Regions from separate parts of the Mus musculus genome. Here regions 1, 2, 3 and 4 are each linked to region 5. The links are chromatin contacts, called in public Micro-C and promoter capture Hi-C maps. All regions are on one chromosome and are shown on one strand. Each heading gives the region's core, a stretch centred on a gene start, on an enhancer-like site or on the middle of the called end of the contact. The rest is flanking DNA. Distances are from core to core; before and after follow the strand shown. Region 1 holds the start of Pom121 (nuclear pore membrane protein 121). Region 2 holds the start of Rhbdd2 (rhomboid domain containing 2). Region 3 overlaps Ssc4d (scavenger receptor cysteine rich family, 4 domains). Region 4 holds the start of Hip1 (huntingtin interacting protein 1). Region 5 holds the start of Fis1 (fission, mitochondrial 1).

Region 1 (4,542 bases), core at 1,567-4,066, 1.6 Mb after region 5:
ATTCCATTACAGATGGTTGTGAGCTACCATGTGGTTGCTGGGAATTGAACTCAGGACCTGTGGCAGAGCAGTTGGCACTGGTAACCGCTGAGCCACCTCTCCAGCCCCAGCAACTGGGCTTTAACCTGGGTTCTAGCGATGAAAGTAAAGCAAACTTACTAGGTTGGGTTTTGGTTGCTGTGAGAGGAACAAAGCATGACCAGGAATCACATGGGGGGGTGTGGGGGAAGGGTTTTATTTGGCTCACACTTCTACATCATAGTTTGTCATTGAAGGGATTCAGCAAGCAGGAACTAAAGCAGAGACGGTAAAAGAAAGCTGCTTGCTCTTCACAGTGCACGCACACACACAAACACACGCACGCAGACACAGGCATACACACACACACACACACACACACACACACACACACTTATAATCCATCCATCCTCAGGACAACCTGCCCAAAGGTGGCACCTCTCACGTCGGTCTGGGCCTTCTTCCACCTTAATCATTAGCCAAGAAAATACCCTGCGGGCAACCTGATGGAGGCATTTTCTCAGTTGAGGTTTCTTCCCAGACATGCCTAGGTTTGTGTCAGGTGGACAAACCCCAACCTAGTGAGCATCTCTCCAACCTTCCTTTGGGGAGAAGGGTGAGGCAGGGTGTCCTGTAACCCAGGTTGTCCTGGCCTTGCCCTGTTCATTCTCCTGCCTCTACTTCCTAAATAGGAGCATTCAGTTCTGTTCACTCCCTCTCTGTAGGGAAATGGGGGGGGGGGGAGACTGAAGGAGTAGGCTGGGATTCCCAGCAGACTTGACTCACTTTGCCGTTTTGTTAACAATTTTCTTAAAAAAAAAAAAAAAAAGATTTATTTACTTATGTGAGCACATTGTTGCTGTCTCCAGACACACCAGAAGAGGTCATCAGATCCCATTGCATATGGTTGTGAGCTACTACCATGTGGATGCTGGGAACTGAACTCAGGACCTCTAGAAAAGCAGTCAGTGCTCTTAACCTCTGAGCCATCTCTCTAGCCCTAACTACGATTTTCAAAGGACAAGTACAAGCGTCGGGTAGCCTGGTCGTGTGTCCTTTAGGCAGTGCTTCAGTGAGACCATAAGGCCAGTGGTTCTCAACTTGTGGGTACTGACCCCTCCACCCCAAGACCATCGAGAAAACATCATCTACACTACAAATCATAACGGTAGCAAAATTACACTTAGGAGGTAGCTTTATAGTTTGGGGGTTGGGGGATGTCACCACAACATAAAGAACTGAATAAAACGGTTAAAGCATTAGGAAGGTTGAGAACCACTGCATAAAACCAAGGTGGACAGATAAGGCTGTGTGTGTTTGTGCTTTAATGGATAAGCCTGGGACTGCCCTCTAGTGGCCGATACACAACAAACCCCTACTGGATTACACCTCAGAAACTAAGAATGGCACTGAGCAGGACCACCCTGTTTCTTAACTATCACCAGTGCCCACTGTACTCACTGTCATTTACCAGTTCAGCTAGTTTTATTAACAATATGCATCGTCTCTAAACTCTAATCCCTGCCTCTCCCCGCTTCTCCCTCATCCATCTAGCCTTCCCTCCCCAAGTCTAGTCTTATCTTACTCTTGATTGTGGAGGAATAGCTCTCAGTCTATCATCCTCAAAAAAAGAAGAAACAAACAAAAGGAGGAACGGAGGGAAGGATGGAAAGGGGGGAAATATGGACTGGGAAGATGGTTCCATTGGTACAGGGCTTGCTGAGCAAGCTTGCTTGAGCACAGTAGGAGCCCCTGTAATCCCAAGCACTGAGGTAGGCACAAAAAGATTTTGGGTCTTTTTGGCCAGCCAGCCTAGCCAGGTTGGTGAGCTCTGGGTTTAGTGAGAGACCCTGTGTCAAAGAATAATGTGCAGTGTAATTGAGAAAGACTTGCTGGGCGGTGGTGGTGCACGCCTTTAATCCCAGCACTTGGGAGGCAGAGGCAGGTGGATTTCTGAGTTCCAGGCCAGCCTGGTCTACAGAGTGAGTTCCAGGACAGCCAGGTCTATACAGAGAAACCCTGTCTCGAGAAACAACAACAAAGAAAAGAAAAAAAGGAGATTGAAAGACACTTGCCGTTGACCCTCAACCTCCACGCAAGTGTAAGATGTGATGGTGTGAATGTAATCCCAGCATACATTCAAGCAAAACACACATTTTAAAAAATTATTTTGAGACAGGGTCTCACTGTGTTGCTCCAGCAGGCCTGGAACTGACCTCGCTGCGATAAACAGTGAGCCTCCACACAGGGCCTGATTGGCCTTTTCCAATACAGGGTCTGACTGATCGGGTTTTATTTTGTTTTAGACGGGGAGGGTCTCACTAAGTAGCCCAGGTTGACTTAGAACTCGGGATCCTCCTGCCTTCACCTCCCAAATGCCGGGATTACAGGCGCGTGCCACCCATCTCCGTTCTGTGCCTTGATTTCTAACATCACTCCTCTGCAGTCCAGGAGCGTCAGGGAAACCTCCAGCGTCAAAAACCGGGCTGTACTTTTCTTCTTTTCTTTCTTTCTTTTTTTTTTTTTTTAAGTTTTGCTGTTTTGAGACAGGCTTTATGTCTCCATGTCGCGCTGGAACTGTCTTTGTGAACCAGGCTGGACTCAAACTCACGGAACTCCTCTTGCCTCCGCCTCCCGCGTTCTGAGAGGCAAGGCGTGCACCGATCCGCCTACCTAAGCTGTAATTTTTCAAACTAGGGCTCTCGCGCCGTGCTCCGCACGCGGCGGCGGTTTCCCCTTTCCACCCGGCGCGCCGCGTCGACGACAGTGACGTCGGCGGCGGCGCGCGGCGCGGTGTACCCTGGGATATTTAAGTCCGCTCCGCGGCGCGGAGCCGCGATGTCTCCGGCGGCTGCGGCGGCTGACGGAGGCGAGCGGCGGCGGCCCCCGTTGGGCGGACGGGAAGGCCGGAGCCGGGCCCGCGGCTACGGAGGACCGGCGGGTGCTGCGGCCCTCGGCCTAGCGCTGCTCGGCCTCGCGCTCTACCTGGTGCCCGCGGCGGCCGCGCTGGCCTGGCTGGCCGTGGGGGCGAGCGCGGCCTGGTGGGGCCTGAGCCGAGAACCCCGCGGCCCGAGGGCCCTGTCGTCCTTCGTGCGCGACGCGCGCCGTCACCCGCGGCCAGCTCTCACCGCTTCACCGCCTCCGGCCAAGTCACCAGTCAACGGTAGCCTCTGCGAACCCCGCAGCCCGCTGGGAGGCCCCGACCCGGCTGAGCTCTTACTCATGGGCAGCTACCTGGGCAAGCCCGGCCCGCCCGAGCCTGCCCTCCGGCAGGACCCAAGGGAGAGGCCGGGGCGCCGCCCACCCGCACGCTCCCCGCCTCCGGCCTCGGCGGTCCAGCGAGTCCACCACGTCTACCCCGCGCTCCCCACCCCGCTTTTGCGACCCTCCCGGAGGCCGCCCCACCGGTAAGCCCCGGCGATCTTCCCAGGGTGGGGTCTCTGCGGCCGCGGATTTGACGTAGGGCTCAACCTGTAAATCGGATTTAACTCACCTCCCCTTTTTCTTTTCTTTGCCTTTTCCCTTTCTTTTTATCTCTACGCCCTTCCCTCCCTTTTCCCATTACTCTCTTTTCTCTTTATTTTTTTTCTTTTTCTTTTTTTTTTTTTTTAAGAGAGGGTATTTGATGGCATAGGCTGTCTAATCTCAACCCCGTTCTTTGGCTGAGCCTGTCCTTGAACTCATCCTCCTGCCTCGTCTTCTGAGCGAGTTCACTGATAGGATTACAGGTTTGCACCAGGTTGTATGCTGTGCTGGGATAGAACCCACAGCTTCAGTCATAGCAGGCAAGCTTGCCCTCTACCTATTCCCCAGCCTTTGGGTTTTTGTTCCCCCCCCCCCCCCCCCCGGAGACAGGATCTCATGTATCTGAGCTGTCCCTTGAACTCATGAGGGTGACTTTGGATTGCTGACCCTCCTGCCTTCACCTACTAAATGCTGGGATTACCGGTGTGCTCCACTACACTCAACCCGGATTCTGGATAAAAGCATTTTTTTCTTTTTAAATTGCATATTCACAGGGAGATGAGAGGATAGCTTGCTGGAGTCCTTTTTCTCTTTCCACGTGAATTTGAGGTTGATCTTGGGTCTCCAGCTTGGCAGCAAGCTCCTTCACAAGACGTTTCACTGGCCTTGATAAGTCTGCTTAGTTGAGGTGGTGAATACCTGTTAATGTTTGGTTTTTGCTGTGTATTGGTGGTTAGTTGGGGGAAAGGAAAAAAAAAAAAACTATTCCTACACATCCCAACTGCATGTGCTTTTCTTCTGAAGTACCCATGTGGGCAAGGTTTCCAGTTTCCCTCTTAATTTGATGAAGTCTGTGGTAGAGACAGCCATTAAGCAACTGATATTTTCTGCCTTTGGATGAAATGGGAGAAATGTGCCAAAAAATGCTACGTTCTCTGCTGCTTAGAGAAATTTAAAGTCTGAGCTGTTAGTGTCATAGAGTGCTTTGTCCAGCATGCACACACCCCTAGTTTCTGCTACCAGCACTGTCTAACAGAAAAATAAGAGGTTGAAAGAAGT
Region 2 (4,600 bases), core at 355-2,854, 1.3 Mb after region 5:
TCTGAGGCTACCCTGGACTACATAATGAAGCCTGGCCATACTGGTGTAAATAAATAGCAAGCCCCTTTGTTTCAAAGTAAACAAAACGAAAACAAAAAAACAAAACCAACAAAAACAAACAAAACAACAAAAACAAAAAACAAAAACCCAGAAAGAAAAAGAGTGCGTGCCTGTCTACACTGGCATTTAGCTGACTGTAAGTGCTACATGTATCCAAAAAAGGGGGAAAAGAAAATTTCAGCTTTAAGCAGGAAACCATTACATCCTATCAGAATATCTCCAGAAGTTTGGTTATTTGCTGGATATGTCCCAAATTGAAATTTTACTGGTAAATATGAAAAAATTCTACATACAACTCTCTAAGATTTAGGTAGCTGACGAGATGGCTCAACAGGCTGAGGTAGGTCCTGCCAATCCCAAAGACCCGAGTTTGATTCCCAGGACCCACATGGGGGAAGAAGAGAAAGACTCCGGTCAGGTTGTCCTCTGACTTTCACAAGAGTGCACACAAGCATATAAATAATGTGTCACATATGTATACCTCTATCTAAAGATGTGGAGATTATATACCCAAAGCCCTAGTTTTAAATCACCATACTAAAAACAAAGTGCGGGGCTCCTATCTCAATATTATGATGTGTTAGCTCTGCGAATCTCTGTATTCAACCTCAATTTCTGGTAAACAGGCAATTTAATATGGCCTGTCATGAAATCACAGCGAGGATTACATGAAATGAACGCGCAGGCCTCTGTTAACGTTAGAAGCAACAGGGATTTCCCAGGAAAGAATGAGGAAGAAACAAAGACTAAGAATCCTGTCTTTTACAAAGGGATGATTACCAGACTTAATTAGTTTGAGAAATTTCTCTCCTCTGAGAAAACAAACACTTTACCAGCTCCTTCTGTGAGCTGGGATTAGGAGTCAGGATTAAGGTAAAGACGCAGCAGAAAATTCTAGAGTCAAGAGGAAAAGCCATCCATTGGGTTGACAGTAGACAATTGTCACGATAAAGGTGAGAAACGTTTGGTTTGTTCCTGTGGGGCTCGGGCCGTCAGCAGATGGGGTTTGTGTTTATAAAACGTGAATGGCTTAGGAAGTGTGTTCACCCTCGAGATCAAAGAATGAATGGATCTGGGGTAACATGGAAGGGGGCGATTGTGGGTAGAGAAGGAGTTGGCGGAAATGATCCGGCTTTGGACAAGACATGCTGGAGCTCCAAGTGGGGAGAATGGTGGTGGGCACGGAGGTCTGGGGTTGGCTGGCAGTGAGGCTGGAGATCAGGGACCGGGGAGTCTGCGGGCTGAGGAAGCGCGCCATCCCCGCCCCGCCTCTTCTCACCTTGCCAGTTGCGCAGGGCCTCGGAGCGCAGAGACAGCCCCGAGGGCGCCAGAGGCGGCTGCAGCAGGAACAGGCGGGGGCCCGACACCAGCAGCGAGAGCAGGGCGGTGAAGAATGTGGCGGAGGGCACCTCGGGACACGAGCACCAGAAGCGACTCGCGGGGCCCGGGGCCGCCATGGCCGCGAGCCCTTCCAGCGTGCGGCCTCGGTACTCCCCGCCTCCCTCCTCAATTTCCGCCTCCTTGCGGCGGTCTCCCCTGGCAACAGCGGAAGACTGGCCTCTCCTCAAGCACCGCCCCATGGGGGGGTGGGGGTGGGGGAAGGCCCAATCCCGTGGAGTCCTCCGCTCTTACCCGCCCAAAGGAGGCCGGGAGTTGTAGTTCCAGCTTACCTACGGGTGTTGTGCGGGCTGCCGCCTCAGGAGTATTCTTGCCTAGACCTCAGCTTCCTTCTTCTTGATTTTTAATTAAAAACAAACAAACAAACAAACAAACAAACAAGCAAAACCAAAAAAACATTTGATTACATCTGTTTGAGTGTGAGAGAGGGGCATGTGCGTGCAACGCGCGTGGAGGGTAGATGAAAACTTAAGGTTGAGTTTATCATCTCCTTCCACCTCTGGGTCCTGGGAATAGAACTTGGGTAATCAGGCTTGGCAGCAGTGCCTTTACCCACTGAGTCATCTCTTTAGCCCTTTTTATTTTTCTTTTTTTCTTTTCTTTTTTTTTTTAGATTTTATTTGCGTTTGGCTCAGTGAGAGAAGGTGTGGAGGTGCACACACAAACACCTTTACTCTCAGCCATCTCAAAGGCTCCCTTTAAAAATTTTAATCAACCTATATTTATTATACCAAGTAATGGTTTCATTATGGCATTTTCTTACATGTGTATAATGTACTTTGATCATATTTTATCGGGGCTCCATTACCCCCTCTTGCCTTCCCATCTTAGTTTCTCTTTTGCTTCCATGTTTCTTTTCTTTTCTCTTCTTTCCTTCTTTCTTCCTTCCTTTCTTTCTTTCTTTCTTTCTTTCTTTCTTTCTTTCTTTCTTTCTTTCTTTTTAAATTTTTGCGACCCAGTGAGTTTCATTAAAGTCGCTTTCAGGAGCAAATGTCTCTCCTCCCAACAGCCATTAACTACTAGTAGATCCTCATTGAGGGAGAGGGGTCTTGAAAAACATTTCTTCCTCTTGCTTTTGGCTTTTACACAAATTTGACTCTGAACTCTGGGTCTCCATCTCCAGAAAGCAGGGATTTTAGATGTGCACCACCTCCCTCAGTTTATGCAGTAATGAGGCTCGAACCCAGGGACTCCAGCATGCTACCAACTGAACTATGCTTTCAGCCGGGTCCTTCTCACTGTAATGGTATGACGTCGTGAGGACCACGGAGCCCTATTCTCCCACAGACTTGTGTTTGTCTCTGTCCTGCCAAAGAGGAAACTGAGTCTATGGGGATCCCTGAGGGATACAGTTCAATAGCAAAGAAAGAATTAAAACTTGGTTCTTCCTGCCTGAATTGGCCAAGAAGACAGAGCCAGCACTTTCTGGAGCTGGACTGGAGATAAAGTAAGAGGAGGCGGGGAAGGAGACAATTGAAGGGACACTAGAGCTACTATACATGCGCTATGAGCGTACGCCATGACGCTTTTGCTAAACTTTGCTTTAGCCTTTTGCAGTTTGAAAAGCGCTTCCTGCAGAGCAAAGCTATTTCTGGTGAACAGCTAGAGTATCCTTTGTGAGCTACAAGTGCTTTAGCAGGTGAGGTAGCTTCCCGACCAAGTCGCGGGTGAGAAGAGTCAGGAAATTGAATCCCAGTTTGCTGGGTCCCAGGGGGCGACATCAAGATATTCCTTTTTCAATATGTTCAGTTTTGGCAGTACTGGGCAGCCTACAGCCTAGTGCATGAAAGGTTAAGAGGTCTATCACTGAACTACAGCCCCATTCCTCCTCCCCAATATTTATGTATGCATTATATACATATATACGGTATATACATATACTTTTGAAAAATAATCAGATGTAATCAAGAAACCATCCATTTGATAAGCCCATTGAATCCACCATCCCAAGAAAAAAACTAATAGCTTTGCTTGCATAACACCTACCACTAGGGGGCAGCAGGGGTTATAGACACCTGATAGAAATAATGAGAGAATTTTAAACAGTGGGGAGGAATACAGGGAGATACACAGCTTGGGACCTGAGTTTGACCCCATGGATCCACGTGATGGATGGAGAGAGCTAGAGAGCCGACTTCTGTAATCTGTCCTCTGACCTCCAGGAAAGTGCCCACATAGATACAAAGACACACATGACAGAATATCCTAAAAGAGGAGGTCTGGATAGAAATATCTCTCAGCACAAACCACAGCTCTTGTTTCTAAGAGTTTATTCTTGAGCTAAATCTAGAAATGGTTTCATCACGTTTCATCCCTTGTAGGTCTTCGGGATCAAACTTAGATCAGCAAGCTTGGCAGCAAGCGCCTTTATACCCTGGAGGAGCCCCCCCCCCCCCCCCCAGTGTTAATCCTGTGTTCTCTGCTTACTCTTCTGATGCATGTTCACGGTCTGCTATTTACAGTCACGGTGCCAGGAAGAAAGCCTTGAAGGGAAGTCTATTCATGTTATCCTTGCATTATTCAACAAAACAGCTTGCTTCCACACAGAGGCCAGTAGAACCCCATGCTAAGGTTGAGACAGTAAAAGAGGCAGAGGCAGTGTGAAGAGAGATAGGCCAGCTATCTCACTCTATTTGGCTTCAATGAGACATCTGCTGACCCCAGGCCTTCTGGTCCCTAATCTAAGGACCCCCACAAGGCAGGTGTCACCTACTGCAAAGCTTGTGGGAGCTATATTCCTTACTTTCATTTTATTCCGTCTATTTGTTTGGTTCTTCCAAACAGGGTTTCTCTTTACAGACTTTGCCGTCCTGGAATTATCTAGACTAGGCTGGTCTCAAACTTACAGAGATCTGCCTGCTTCTGCCTTCCGAGTGCTGGGATTAAAGGTGTGTGCCACCACCACCACCACCACCAGGCTGTTCCTTACTTTTCTTGATGCTATGACAGTAACACCTTAAGGAAGGAAGGAAGGGAGGGAGGGAGGAAGGAAGGAAGGAAGGAAGGAAGGAAGGAAGGAAGGAAGGAAGGGGTTTGTTTCCTCTCACGGAGTGAGGTCATAGCCCACAGGGAAGGGGTGAAGTGGAATTGAAGAAAAGCTGTGGAAGGGACACAGACACAATTCCTTTCAATAGGGGCAATT
Region 3 (4,486 bases), core at 1,264-3,763, 1.0 Mb after region 5:
AGCATTATCTCCCCCAGTCTTTTAACTGAGGTCATTGTTTGAGAACCTGTACCATGGCTACTGGAAAAACTCCAGGAAGGACTTTCTGGAGAAAACTGGCATGGCGATGAAAGGCTGTGGTCCAAGAGCAGCATCATCCAGTTCTCCAGAGCCCATCACGGCCGGGAAATGCTGACTCACCATGGCAAGCCTCAGGCTCCTCAGTGGAGTGTCTGGTCATCCTCCATTGGGCTACACACACACACAAATCTAGATCCAGGAAAGGAGAGGCAGTAGGGCACGATGGTGCATGTTTGTAATGCCGGTGCTCGGGGTGCCGAAGAAGGGCGTTCTGCGGGTGGGGTGGGGTTCCAGGCCAGCCAGAGCTGCAGAGTGAGAGAAGCTGACTGAATAGGCCCAGAAAATAAAATGGCAGAAAAACGGAAAAAAACAAAACAAAACAACCCTCCTCTGGTCAACCTGTGATATTCCCTCTTTAAAGGGATCACAGGAATGAAGATCAGGAGTTCAAAGCTATCCTCAACTACATAACCATTCAAGGCCAGCTTAGACTACTAGATACCTGGGGGTAGGGGTTGCTGGGAGACCCTGCCTGAATTAGTGGTGGCAAAGATCTGTAATTCAGCACGTACATGCTTAAGCAGGTGGATTAGGAGTTTAAAGCAGCCTGAACTTCTAGAAAGGCCACACTACCCTCTCCACTTTCTCTGCCTATGAATTTCTATATTAGTTTTGTTTGCTTTTTGTTTTAGTTTTTCAAGACAGGTTGGTTTTGTTTGTTTGTTTGCTGTATAGCCCCGGCTTTCCTGTAACCCAGTCTATAGACCATGCTAATCTTAAATTCAGAGGTCTGCCTGCCTCTGCCTCCTGAGAGCTGGCATCCATTTTCATGTGTGAGTTGTTATATTTTGTTCTCATTCATTGCTGCCCTCTTTATGCCTTTGCTGTTCTCTGATGCTTCCTTTAGACTCCATTCCTGCTTGCTTGGGTTGGTTTGATTGCTTTGTTTTGCTGTGGTAGGACTGGGGATTAAACCTAGGCTGGTGAGATGGCTCAGTGGTTAAGAGCACAGACTGCTCTTCCAAAGGTCCTAAGTTTAAATCCCAGCAACCACATGGTGGCTCACAACCATCCATAACAACAATCTGATGCCCTCTTCTGGAGTGTCTGAAGACAGCTACAGTGTGCTTACATATAATAAATAAATAAATATTTAAAAACAAAAAAACAAAACCCACCTAGGACCTAAATCATGGAAGGCAAGTACTCGACCACTGAGCCACAGCTACAAACTCCAATTCTGGTTCCCTACCCCCCACCCCCACCCCGCAAAGATTTATTACTGAGTGTGCCTGTGTGTAGTGATGGTGATGATGATGATACAGGGCGTCCAGTTCTATCACACGCAGATCCCCTGGGTGCAGGCTTTCTCCTCAAATGCTGAGTTAGGCTAAAGGATAGCAAGCTCCGGAAGTCATCCAGTCTCTGCCCTCCGTAGTACCAGAGTTATAGGCATTCCTGGCCACTCAGGTTTTACTCCTGGGTGCTGGAATCCCCACTTGGGTCCCCAACTTTGTACAATGATTGCTCTTACCCACTGAAACACCTCTGCATCTGTGTATAAATGTTTTCATACATGGCTGAATGTTGCCCACGTGTATACCCTGTGTTCACCACAGTCACAAAGCGTTGGAGCCCCTGGTAGTGGAGTTATGATGGTTGTAAACCACACCACGTGGGTGCTGGGAACTGAGCTCAGGGGCTCTGCAAGAGCAAGTGCCCTAACTGCTGGGCCAGCTCTCTAGGCCCCTCTTACTTTAAAAAAAAAAAAGGCTAATGCATGCATGTTTGAGTACATGTGTGGTACATGTCACAGGAATTCTTTCCTTCCATGCGGGTACCAGATTCTTGATACCTGCTGAGCCATCACGCCAGCTTGGCCCCTCATCATCTATACCATCGTCCGGACCCTATGTCCTGGTCTCTACGTTCCTGAGGATGACTTTAAGTTCTGGTGAGTTTTTCGAAGTGCAGCAGGCTAGCCTCCCTTGTGTATTTGTTGTCACACCTGCCTGACAACTCGAATGGGAGCCAAACCTTGAGGATTGATGGATTAGCAAAAAGAGAAGAGGGGAAAAAAAAAAAAAAAAAAAAAACGAGGCAACTGGGATTGACTTCCTGTAAGGTCAAACTCCAAACTTCCAGGGTCTTCCCACTCAGGCACTGCTCCGGGAAGTGTTCTTAACCACTGTGCAAACGGAGGAAACAAAAGATCAGTGAAAGGTCCAGGGTTTTTCTGGGTCATCAAAACAAAACAAAACCAACAGAGTCCAGGTGTTGGGATTCCCACTGGAGCCCCGTAAGCCTCGACGGCCGGGGCGGACAGGGTAGGACGTGACGTAGCCCTGCCCTTCCGGGCCCCAATAACTCACGCCTTCCTGCTGAGTCACCGCAGGAGCTCAGAGGAGAGCCCGCCCTGGGTCGGAACTGAAGCCACGCCTCTATCTTACTGAAGGATTTTGATTGGGTAGCTTTGAAACTGGTTCAGCCAGTCGCAGCAAACGGAAGGTTGCTGGTTAGGTGGGGCAGGGGCGGGGCCACGCTCTTCGAGACCTTTCCATGCCTCGGGGCGGGTCTTTTTTTTTTTTTTGTGCAGAGTTCTAGGTTTGGTCTGACAAAGGAATTGAGTCCCCGGTACAGCCCATACAAGGGAAGGAAGGTCAACCATTCCCAAGACACTGTAGTTTAGGCGACATTTTCAGTCCCCGCGGACCTTTGCGGATTACAAAGAGTATTTACCAACAACAACCTCTGCGCCACAAGGCTGCTTCTCTCCTCACCACCCCACCCCCTCACCCCTTTTAAAAATGCTTTAGTCAAGGTCTCATGCAGTTCAGGGTGGCTTGCCAAAGGTGACTTTGAGTTTTTTTAATTTTATTTCTTCCTCTGCCCACCCAACTGGGGTTACAGGTGCGTGCCACCCCTGCTCATTTATGCAATTCTGAGGAACCCAGGACTTCACTTACGCTAGGCAAACGCTCGACCAACTGAGCTATATCCTAAAGCTACTGATATTTTCATAAAAGACCATTTGGTTGGTTTTGTTTTTTTCGAAACAGTTTTTCTGTATGACGCTGGCTGCCCTGGATGGAACTCAGTCTGTAGACCAGGCAGGCCTCAAACTCAAAGACCTGCTTGCTGAGATGAAAGGCATGCGACGCTTTCACAGAGGACATTTAACCCACAAAGGACTGTTGAAATTGTAAAACCGGTTCACAATAAAACCAGAATTGGAATAGGGTGTGGTGGCACTATGGGGTAAAAAACATCTAAAATAAATCAAGATTAAGGAGGCTGGTGTGTAACTCAGCTGGTAGAGCTCTGTCCAAGCATTCAGAAAGTCCAAGGTTCAGTCCCCAACTCAGTTTGGGTCAGCGAAAGGGTTCCACAGGTAAAGGTGAGGCCATGTGGCCACACACACACACAATTAAAATGTCTTTTTTTTTTTTTAAATCAGCAACTACAAAAAGAAAATAGATTTCTAAAAAGGGAAGAAAACAAACCTCAGTGTGGTGGCTGTCACATGCCTAAAGTCCCAGGGGTGGAGACAGATGGTCACCCTCAATTATACAGCTAATCCAAGGCCAGCCTATGCTACATAAGACATGGTCTCAAAAACAAACCAATTAAAGAATTGGAAAAGGTTCCCCACCTCTGGCAAACATGAACAATAAACTGAGGGGTGTTGTGGTTGTGGTTTTGTTTTGAAACAAGACAATGTAGCCTATGCTGCCCTGAAATGTGTTGTGTAGCCAGAAATGAACGCAGACTTCTGAACTCCCTTGCCTCAGAGACAGGATCTCACACTTCAGTCCAGGCTGACCTCAAGCAGTTTCCACCCCCATCATCTTCCCAGTGGCTGGTTTTATAGATGTGAGCTACCTCAGGTGGGTTAGACTGAGGATTTTAACACAGCCTGCTGTACCACAGCAAATTCTATGTGTAGCATCACCCTGACCGAGTGTCTGTCGTCTTAAGATTGGCCCTGCCAGCCAGGCATGGTGGCACATGCCTTTAATCCCAGCACTTGGTAGGCAGAGGCAGGCAGATTTCTGAATTCGAGGCCAGCCTGGTCTACAGAGTGAGTTCCAGGACAGCCAGAGCTATACAGAGAAACCCTGTCTCGAGAAAAAAAAAAAAAAAGAAACAAAAAAAAAAAAAAAAGATTGGCCCTGCCAGACCAGAGCAAGTTTGACATAACTCAATCTGGGCAGATGGAGAAACATGCAGAGAGCCAGGATTGACCTGCCCCACTGTGAGCTACAGAGCAATAGGGACTTGAGTCTTTTGCACTGTCATTGGCTTCCTTTTCGCTGGATAGGAAGGCCTGATGAAGAAGCTGTAGTCAACGAGGCACCTGCTGTCTGCCACCATAGTCAATTTTCTGTCTCAAGATCCCTGCATGAGTTAGACAAGTCTGGGTCCC
Region 4 (4,534 bases), core at 1,946-4,445, 1.4 Mb after region 5:
GGTGGTAGGTCAGTTGACAAAGCTTACTTAAGTAAGCTCAAGGCCAGAAAGAACTCCTGTCTCAAAAAAAAAAAAAAAAAAAAAAAAAAAAAAAAAAAAAAAAAAAAAGCACTGACTGCCCTTCCCTTCTAGAGGTCCTGAGTTCATGAGTTCAATTCCCAGCAACCACATGGTGGCTCACAACCATCTGATCTAGTGCCATCTTCTGATGTGCAGAAGAGAGATGGGCTGGAGAGATGGGCTCAGCAGTTATGAGGACCCAAGTTTGGTAGAGGGTGGCTCACAACCATCTACAACTCCAAGGAATCTGACACCCCATCTGGCTTCTGCAGGCACCTCCACACATATCACACACACACACACCACCACCACCCCCAACACACATATCACACACACACATACCACCCCAACACACAGTGCCAAAACACACTACACATTCCTTCCCCCTAGAACGCAATTTATAGATCATCCCCTTAAATAAATACAGTCTCCGGCTAATCCTCCTATCACTCTGGACCTGTGAAGCCCCTCTTCCCACATCCCCTTGGCACAAGCTTACTCACATGACTCCTTAAGAGGCAGAGCTTTCTCCTCTTCTGTTCTAGAGTCTCCCCAGCTGTCCTGGCTAGTTTTATGTCAACCTGACACAAGCTAGGGTCATCTGAAAGGAGGGAACCTCGATTGAGAAAATGCAACTTCTCCAGAAGATTCAACTGTAGGGTATTAATTAGTGACTGATGGCAGGGAGGGCCCAGCCCATTGTGGATGGGGCTACTTGTCCCAGTGTCTACTGAAAAGCAGGCTGAGCAGACAGTGAGGAGCAAGCCACTCAGGCCTCTGCATCAGCTCCTGCCTCCAGGCTTCTGTCCCTTTTGAGTTCCTGCCCTGACTTCCTTCACTGATGGACTACAATGTGGAAGTGTAAGCTAAATAAACCCTCTCCTCCCCAGCTTGCTTTTGGTCATGGTGTTTTATCACAGCAATAGGAGCCCTAACTAAGATTCTAATCTACTTTTGCTCCTACTCCCTCGGACCACTTTCATCTAGGCTTTGTAACTTGGTGCCCACAATGCCACTGTGCCCAGCAAAAGCCTTCTTGGTGCTTGCAAATGCTCACTCCTCTTTTATGCCTCTATCAAATGTGAACTTTCACCCAGGCTTTAATTTAGAAAAAGTCATTGGCCGCTTCGAATTAAACTCCTCTTCTGATGATGGCACAGTAGTGAAAGCCATTGCCGAGCAAGGGTGTGTGTGCACATCGCCACAGTCGGGACCCTAGGCCAGCTGGTTTGTGTGGCCCGCCTAGAAATTCCAGCCTCTGAAGTGGGAGACAGAGACTCTTCAGAGCCAACAGGCTAGTGTGGCTAGCCATATCAACAAACCCTGAGTTCCATGAGACCCTAAGTCAATGCGAGATTCAAGAGTGATGATGACCCCTGACATCGGCCTCAGATCTCCATGTGCACAGGTGCACGAATGTGCTTGCACACGGTGCGACACACCTGCAAACCGCATCTCTTTCAGTGTGGGAGGCTGGGGGGAGGGTGTCTGTGGGTAGTCTGTATACAGGTATATGCCTGTAATCCTAGCATTCAAGAGGCTGAGGCAGGATTTCTGGGAGTTCAAAGCCAATCTCAACTTTTTAGTGAAATATTATCTTTGTGCATGTAGGTGTGCATGTGTGTGCAGTACTGGCTGTCCTGGAACTCACTCTATAGACAAGGCTGGCCTTGAACTCAGAGATCCATCTGCCTCTGCCTCTTGAGTGCTGAGACTAAGGCTGTGGACCATCACCACCCGTCTTGAAACACTGTTTTTAAAGAGCATCCCTGGTGTGACCACTCAGTGGGTAGGTTGCTACACTAAGCCTATCACTCAAGTCAGATCCTGGGGTCCACACGGTAGAGAACAGAATCTAATTTGCTTTCTGACCTCCACAGAGTGCTGCCGTATGAACACAGTCCCACACATACACACAGGTACAAAATGTGTGTAAAACGTTAAAGGAAAGTCAAGCCTAGAGGCCCACGCCTATAATCCTAACAGTTGAATGGAAGAGGCAAGAGGCTCAGGGATTCAAGGGACTCAGCGACATAGTGAGTTTGATATTGTCATTAATTAAAACATTGCCTAGTACAAGTGAGACTTGTACTGGCTTCTATTGCAGAGCTAGATGGATAGCACCATCAAATTGCTTAATGCTTAACGGTGCCACTAGTTCTGTTAGTGAAGAACCTGTAACTTTTTTCTTTGCTGAGGAGCACTTCCCAGTCTGTAGGTGCTCCCAGAACAGGATGGGAGGAGTGGACCCTACCATAGTTGAACAAAGAGCATCTGTTGGGGTTTCTACCGAGATAAGGTGAGAACGAAGCAAAGTTTGGAAAGCTCTGGGGAGATCCTCGCAATCACAGGCCAGTATTTGGGGACCCTCCAGAACGGTCCTCCAGAACGGGCAGAAAGGAATGCACGAGGAGGGGACTTCGAGGACCACTAAGGCCGCCATCGCGGGTCCACACTGACGCAGAGTTCCCCAGCAAGCCGGTGAAGCATGGTGTGCAGCCATGCTTCCCTTGATCTGCCTTTCCATCCCCTCGGGAACTCGTGGCGCCGGCTGGACCGCAGGTCCTACTGCTCAGAAACCCGCAGCAGAGAAGGGCCCAGGAGGTGGCGCTTCGAAGTAGGGTGGAGTCAGCAAGGGCTGGTCTGTGGCAGCCAGGCCCCACCCACTAGCATGACGGACAAGCCTTCAGAGCAATCATAGTGCTTTTATGGTCCTGGGGGGTGGGAACAAAGGAAGAGTGACGGATGTAGGGTGGAGCCAACAAGAAAAGGTTAGGGCAGCCCATCAAGCCAGCCTGTTGACAGATAAGTCTTCAGACCAATGACAGTGCATGTAGAGGCCTGGAAGGCGGTGCATCGATTATGGGGCGGAGCCTAGGGGGCAGGTTAGGACAGCAGCCCACCAGGTCCTGCCCACTAATGATAATGGACAAACCTTCAGACCAGTCATAGTATGCGGACCGCCCTGAGGCGGGCAGCGGGTGAAGTGAGCGGAGCGCCTCCGAAGTGGGAAGAGGGGTGTGGGGAAAAGCCTCTTGGAAACATGGGGTGGGTTCTGAGGGAGATGGACAGCGCTGTCAACCAATGGAAGACGGAATCTGTCCCCGTTAGCGCCGGATCCCCGCGGGTAGGGAGGGGCGGGAGGCTCCGCGGGGATCCCGGGGCGGCCGAGGGCCCCTGACTCTGTTCACCCAGACAACATGGACCGAATGGCCAGCTCCATGAAGCAGGTATCCAACCCGCTGCCCAAAGTGTTGAGCCGCCGCGGAGTTGGTGCTGGGATGGAGGCTGCGGAGCGCGAGAGCTTCGAGCGGACTCAGGTGAGATTCGAGAACCCTGGGGCATCCCTGGGGCACTTGGAGTGATGCAGGGTGCAAGAGAGGCTTGGAAGGGAGTGGGACTTGCAGACTCGGGAAGGAATTAGGCAAGGTGGCTGCGATCGGAATCATTTTGGGGTAGGGAACTAGGCGGGTCCCAGGGAGGTTCGGGATCTACCTGGGCATCTCCACTGGCATAGGGGTCGGGGTGCACTCTGGGGAACTGCAGATTCCTGCGGCTGAGGGGACGGTCTCAGTGAGCACCATCAGGGGTCACAAGGGAGGCTAAAGGGAGTTGAAAGGGGACTGACGGAAGGGTGCTCCTGGATAGGGGAAGCACTTGGAAGTCGCTTGGTTTTTGCCAAGTGTGGGAACGCCAAGGTGGGGGTGTGAAGGGTGGCTCTGGTCGCCTTACTTTAGTATTGACTCTCCCTACACTTCCCAGCATCTCGCTCAACGGTGCCTCTAACTTGGCTCTCAGCAGCCCCAGCTGTTGGCCTCAGAGGCTGGGCCAAAGGGGTCTGAGTGATGGGAAGGACCGTAAGAAATGTGAAGTGTGGTCCAACTTGTAAAATGGCCCGGGGGTTTGGAGGAACGGGGACGCGCAGCCTGGGGTAGGAATTGAGGCGCTTGGATTGTCAGAGCTTTGCGTGCCGGCATAAGCTGTCCAGTGATACTCAGACTCCTGATTTGAGGTTTTGCTTTCACCCTCCAAAATATGCCTGACAGCTAATAAGCAGACCGCCTGCCTTATTTGTCTGGTCTGACCAGGGCAGATGGCCAAAATTCCACCGCAGTTATCAACAAAAAGCCACTATCCAGTTTTACCTCAGGCTTTTATGCATGCTGTATTGATCGGACTGAATCAAGTTGTGAGGCTCGGGGTGTGTAGTCATCAGTTCATCTGTATGTAAAATCTGTTTCTGAGAGTACAACTCCTCGGATCCCACTGCGGATGCCGGGCCGGTAGATTTCTTCTACTCTGGCTCTCCGAGTTCTACTTTGAAGATCTGAGTTGACTTCAGCCAGAGGCAGGTCCCCTGTCGTGTTCTGTGAGTAGGAAAGATGGAAGAGATAGGGAGGGCCTGTGTGTTCTATAAATGGACCTTGCTCGGAAGAAAGCCTTTTCACCCCAGGGGACTTTACACCACCTCTTG
Region 5 (4,583 bases), core at 1,465-3,964:
GAACTTGTGCTCCTCCTGCCACCTCCTGAATGGTCTGGGATACGGCTGGCTTATTATGCAGTGCTGGGAATGGAATTGAAGCAGGGCTTCATACACAGCAAACATGCACTCCGTAGACTGAGCTTTTGTTTTGTTTTTGAAACAGGGTTTCTCTGTGTAGCCCTGGCTGTCCTACAACCCACTCTATAGACCAGGCTGGCCTCAAACTCAGAGATCCTCCTACTTCTGCTACTCCTCCTACTACTGGGATTAAAGGTGTGAATCACCACTCTAGGCCCACAACCTGCCCCCCTTTCCTATAACTCATCTTCCCTGAGTGACCCTTGTCTGACTTGTTTTTCATTTCATTCTGTGTGTGTGTATCCCCGTAGGACGGTATTAAGATAGGCACTCACTATGCCGCCCGGGCTTGTTTCAAACTCCCCATCAGGCTGCCCCAGCCTCTCTAGCGCTGGAGTTCCGTGGTGCGGCAGCCACCACTTCGGCACTAAATAGCTGTGCAGTGCTACAGTCTCCTCAGGGTCTGCACTGTGTCTCCAAACAGGACTCAAATGCTGACACCACTCCCACTGCTGTGCTCTACTGTAAAAGAAACCTAAAAGTCCAAACTGATCAAAGTAGGGGGACAGTATTTGCTTTTAGAGACCCCAGAGCTGGCGGCACCCCTGAACTCGCAGCACTGAGGTAGCTGAAGCAGGACGCACAGGTTAGAGGTCCTGTGTCAAAGTCAACTGACTAATGATACAGCAGTCTTCTGTTCCCAGCGTCGTCCCTTGACAGCCTCTGGGACTATGCCAACACAGCCCCCAGACTTCAAAGTGCACAGACGGCAGGCCCGTCTATAAAATTAAACGGTGTTTGCATAGAATGCACCTATAGTCCCCAAAGATGCAGTGTTCTTTGAGTCAGGGAGCTCATGTAGCCCAGGCTGACCTCAAATTTGGTCAGGATGTGCTGACTCTGGCCTTGAACTTCTGACCTTCCTGCCTCTATCTCCACAGTCAATGTTCGACTACTGAACTATGTTCCTGTGTCTTCACCTTTGTAGTGCTGGGGTCACACAGCCTTGATACCACTAGCCCCTCAGATATTCTAAATCTCTAGAATTTTCCAAATGACTGTTATCCAATACAACGTAAACACTATATTAACGGCAATTAGTAACTATACCAGAAGTGTTTTGTGTACACTGTGTGTGTGCACATGGAAGCATGGAGGTCAGAGGACGGCCAGTGCTTTCACACTCCACAGCATCCCCTAAAGAAAGGGTCTCCAACTGAACCTGGGCTAAGATGGCAACAAGCCATCTCTAGCTGATTCCAGCTTACTCTCTATACAGACTCGGATGGCCACACTCAGCTGCTGCTGTGGGTGCTGGGGATTTGAACCCAGGTCTTCATGCCTGGACAGGATGCACTGAGTCTCCCCAGCCTGAGAGCATTTTTTCCTACAGCATTTTCCATCTGAATGACTGTTCAGATGCTGGGGACGTAGAGAATCAATCTAGCCCTTTCTCCAAGTGAAGTTACTGGTGGTTACTGAATGACAAATGTGCTGTAAGGTGAGGGTTCTGTGTTGGAAAGGGTCCTGGAGGGGTGAGGTCAAGCACAGTAGAGGTCAGGCTGGCTGGCGGCTGGAAAGTGGGGCCCAGCGCCTTACCCTCCAGCAGCACGATGCCTCTGCGGATGTCCTCATTGTATTTGCTTCGAACCAGGCACCAGGCATATTCAAATTGCGTGCTCTTGGACACAGAACCAGCTGCCTGCTCAGACTGAAATTTCCTTTCAAAATTCTGTCATTAGAGAGAAGAGTGACCATTTAGCAACAAAGAGCAGCAATCATTCTCCAGCTAACTTGATGTCTGAATCCCAGTTAGATCATATTTTCCTCCCTGCCGCCTTTCCCTTGTAGATCTTGGTACCCCGAAGCTTCTGTCATCTCCACCCCTGGGTCCCATGCTGTGTCCTCCCCTTCGGAAGGTCCGTGAACCCAGCCCCTAGTGGTACCAAGAGGAGATGCCACCTGGTGGCAGCTGGAGGCACTGCTCCCAAACCAGCTGACCCCAAGTGTCTGAAGAGTAAACATACTGTCCCAGAGCTAAACGACCTCCTACATGGCCTTTCCCTTGAGGCCGCTGGTCCCGTCCCACCCTACTCTTTTGGGCCTGGATCTGCCTTACTTTAATTCTAGGAGAGGAAAGAAAACACAGCTACAAGGATGCGGTGAAAATAGCACCGTGAGGAACTAAACACTAGCGAAAATTTACACCAGTGACTATACTACTCCATCCCTGCACACGAGTACCCCAAATTCCCAGCTCTGCATCACACTAAGACCCCAGGCCTAGGTCTGAGTTGCTGAAACCCGGGAAGCTACAATTCCCGTCAGGCCTAGGGACACGAAGCCGATTCCCACAAGAAGCAGGATGCCGCAGAGGCTGCTGGGAGCCGTAGTTCAGCTTGCCAAGAAAGACGAAACCGGCACTGGTTAGCCTCAGTCAGCTCTCCTCAGGAACTGCCCTTTCCAATTCTGCCCTTCTCCTTCCTCCGTCCCAGACCTTACCTTCAGATCCTCCACAGACACCAGCTCGTTCAGCACGGCCTCCATGGCCGCCGCCCCTGAAAGCCTCACACTAAGGTCTCTACTGGGCCACAGTCTCCATGGTCCAGTAGCAGGGGCGGAGAGGCACTTCCGGCATCGACCTGTGGAGGCCCCGCCCCTTCCTCCTTTGCCTTGGGGCGGGCGGGGGCACTAGTGCCTACGCTGGGATACTTTGCTCTCTTTGGACTCCCCTGATGTCCTAGATCCTCCCTGCATCACATTATCCTAGGAACCAGTGTAAGAACCCCTCACTCTAGGACCCTGGATTATCTTCAATGTTTGCAATAAAATCCTAATGAGTACCAGGGGCCGGAGGGTCTCAGTGTAGTCTCTCACAAAGAGATGCTCAGTCTCTCATAAAGCAAGAGGAATTGGTAGCTATACCCTCTCCATGCTCCACGCACTCCCCCACCTCCCCCCTCCGAAAACTTGGGTCACATGACCATAGTGGACAGCCATTCTTAATAGGATTCTGAAGAAAACCCAGGAAACACAGTCCAGGGTTAAAGGCCCATGGATGGCTCTCATGTTCTGTTGCCAGACCCCACATAGCTCACAACTGCCTGGGTTCCAGCTATAAGGGGAAAACTTGGGTCACATGATCCGCCTGCCTCTGCCTCCTGATTGCTGGGATTAAAGGCACACACCACCACCCAGCTCAGCCTGCTCTCTTATAGAACCCAGGACCATTAGCCCAGGGATGGTACCACCCACAATGGACTGGGTCCTCCCCCAGTTATGTAAATGCCTTGGAGCCAGATCTCATGGAGGCATTTTTCTCAATTGAGGGGCCCTCCTTTGAGAGAGCTCTAGTTTGGGTGTCAAGCTGACAGAGGACTAGCCAGCACACTCGCTGTCCCTTGCCCTATGATTCTGAAACCTCCAGTAATCACAGGCACTCTGCATGTGCCTGCCGTCTTTGCTATTCAGAACATCTATCTTCTAGCCCTGCCGTTGCTTATTGGTTGATTCATTCATTTTTGATTGAGCATTTCCTAAGTGTCGGTCACTATTTAAGTACAGGGATTGGCACTGAGAAAAAGAAAACTCCTATCCTTATGCATCTAATGTGGGGAGGGGGAATGGTCATGCAGGCTTTCATCCTAGCGCTTGGGAGGTGGAGGCAGGAAGAGGAGGAAGTTTAAGATCATCCTTGGCTTAGCAAGTTGGAGTCCAGCCTGGGGTAGGAACTCTTCTTGGGAGCCAGACAATCCAAGGCTTTCTCAGAGGCCTGGGTGAAAGGGCAAAAGGAATGTCAGCTCTGTGTCACTGTCCACAGGCAGACTTGGCAAGGTCTGAGGCTGGGGCCTGGGCCTCACAGGAGTGAGGGTTGCAGTTTGTCGGGATCCTACTCTCTTCCTGGCCTATGGCTATTCGTCCTTAGATAGACGTGTATGTCTGAGGTATCCTGTGTTCTCGTTGCCAACGTTGTCTAATTTAGCTACTTTGGGCCATTCTCCCCCTACAAATAGCACATAAGATGCTGTATTTTGGGCTGGAGAGATGGCTCAGCGGTTAAGAGCATTGACTGCTCTTACAGGGGTCCTGAGTTCAATTCCCAGCAACCACATGGTGGCTCACAACCATCTGTAATGGGATCCGATGCCCTCTTCTGGTGAGTCTGAAGACAGTGACAGTATACTTATACTTACATGCATAAAATAAATAAACAAATCTTTAAAAATAAATAAACAAACAAATGAACCAACAAAAACCCTGATCCCTTAAGATGATACACCTTAGACCTCAGAAGAGCGTGTTGGATCCCCCCACCCCACCCCACCCCCGCCCTGGAGCTGGAGTTACAGGTAGTCATGAGCTACCTGACATGGTGTTTTAGGGTTTCTATTACCACGGAGAGACATCATGATCCTGGCAACTCTTTGCTTGTTTGTTTGTTTGCCCTTCCAGAAGCCCTGGGCTCAGTTCCCAGTTCTGTCAGGTGGTTCACCACCTCCCAGAACTCCAGTGTTGGGGATCGG

What was found. Promoter capture Hi-C pulls out the DNA fragments that hold promoters and counts their contacts. Hi-C and Micro-C count contacts between places; a contact is called where the count stands out from the background. Capture Hi-C pulls out chosen DNA fragments and counts their contacts.
Region 1: a promoter capture Hi-C map of pre-B cells shows a contact between it and region 5. The contact joins the promoter of Pom121 here to the promoter of Fis1 in region 5. A contact is called at or near these places in 2 of 39 promoter capture datasets (liver and pre-B cells) and 1 of 484 Hi-C or Micro-C datasets (B cells).
Region 2: a promoter capture Hi-C map of liver shows a contact between it and region 5, with 2.6 times the contacts expected there. The contact joins the promoter of Rhbdd2 here to the promoter of Fis1 in region 5. A contact is called at or near these places in 3 of 39 promoter capture datasets (the C10 cell line, liver and pre-B cells), 1 of 115 datasets of contacts at active chromatin or transcription factors (kidney) and 1 of 9 other capture datasets (liver).
Region 3: a contact with region 5 is called in a Micro-C map of embryonic stem cells, with 3 times the contacts expected there. The contact joins the enhancer-like site here to the promoter of Fis1 in region 5. A contact is called at or near these places in 3 of 484 Hi-C or Micro-C datasets (B cells and embryonic stem cells), 3 of 115 datasets of contacts at active chromatin or transcription factors (embryonic stem cells and large pre-B cells) and 1 of 9 other capture datasets (adipose tissue).
Region 4: a promoter capture Hi-C map of pre-B cells shows a contact between it and region 5, with 4 times the contacts expected there. The contact joins the promoter of Hip1 here to the promoter of Fis1 in region 5. A contact is called at or near these places in 1 of 39 promoter capture datasets (pre-B cells) and 1 of 484 Hi-C or Micro-C datasets (B cells).

What each region holds. Positions count from the first base shown.
Region 1 is chr5:135,392,820-135,397,361 of GRCm38.p6, reverse strand. It overlaps Pom121 (nuclear pore membrane protein 121), which reads left to right and starts at 2,816. Exons shown (of 13, transcript NM_148932.2): 1 at 2,816-3,425. The coding sequence starts at 2,857.
Region 2 is chr5:135,629,658-135,634,257 of GRCm38.p6, reverse strand. It overlaps Rhbdd2 (rhomboid domain containing 2), which reads right to left and starts at 1,604. Exons shown (of 4, transcript NM_146002.2): 1 at 1,340-1,604. The coding sequence starts at 1,517.
Region 3 is chr5:135,955,753-135,960,238 of GRCm38.p6, reverse strand. Ssc4d (scavenger receptor cysteine rich family, 4 domains) reads left to right here. Exons shown (of 11, transcript NM_001160366.1): 11 at 1-16. Among named protein-coding and RNA genes, the nearest start is that of Ssc4d, 16 kb to the left of the region's middle. Within about 2 kb of position 2,513, at least 388 of the 459 cell types and tissues checked have an H3K27ac peak or open chromatin away from gene starts, as enhancers often do. A contact at or near this core is called in B cells, adipose tissue and embryonic stem cells, where this site is marked.
Region 4 is chr5:135,543,783-135,548,316 of GRCm38.p6, reverse strand. It overlaps Hip1 (huntingtin interacting protein 1), which reads left to right and starts at 3,195. Exons shown (of 31, transcript NM_146001.2): 1 at 3,195-3,380. The coding sequence starts at 3,261.
Region 5 is chr5:136,960,208-136,964,790 of GRCm38.p6, reverse strand. It overlaps Fis1 (fission, mitochondrial 1), which reads right to left and starts at 2,714. Exons shown (of 5, transcript NM_025562.3): 1 at 2,563-2,714; 2 at 1,660-1,792. The coding sequence starts at 2,607.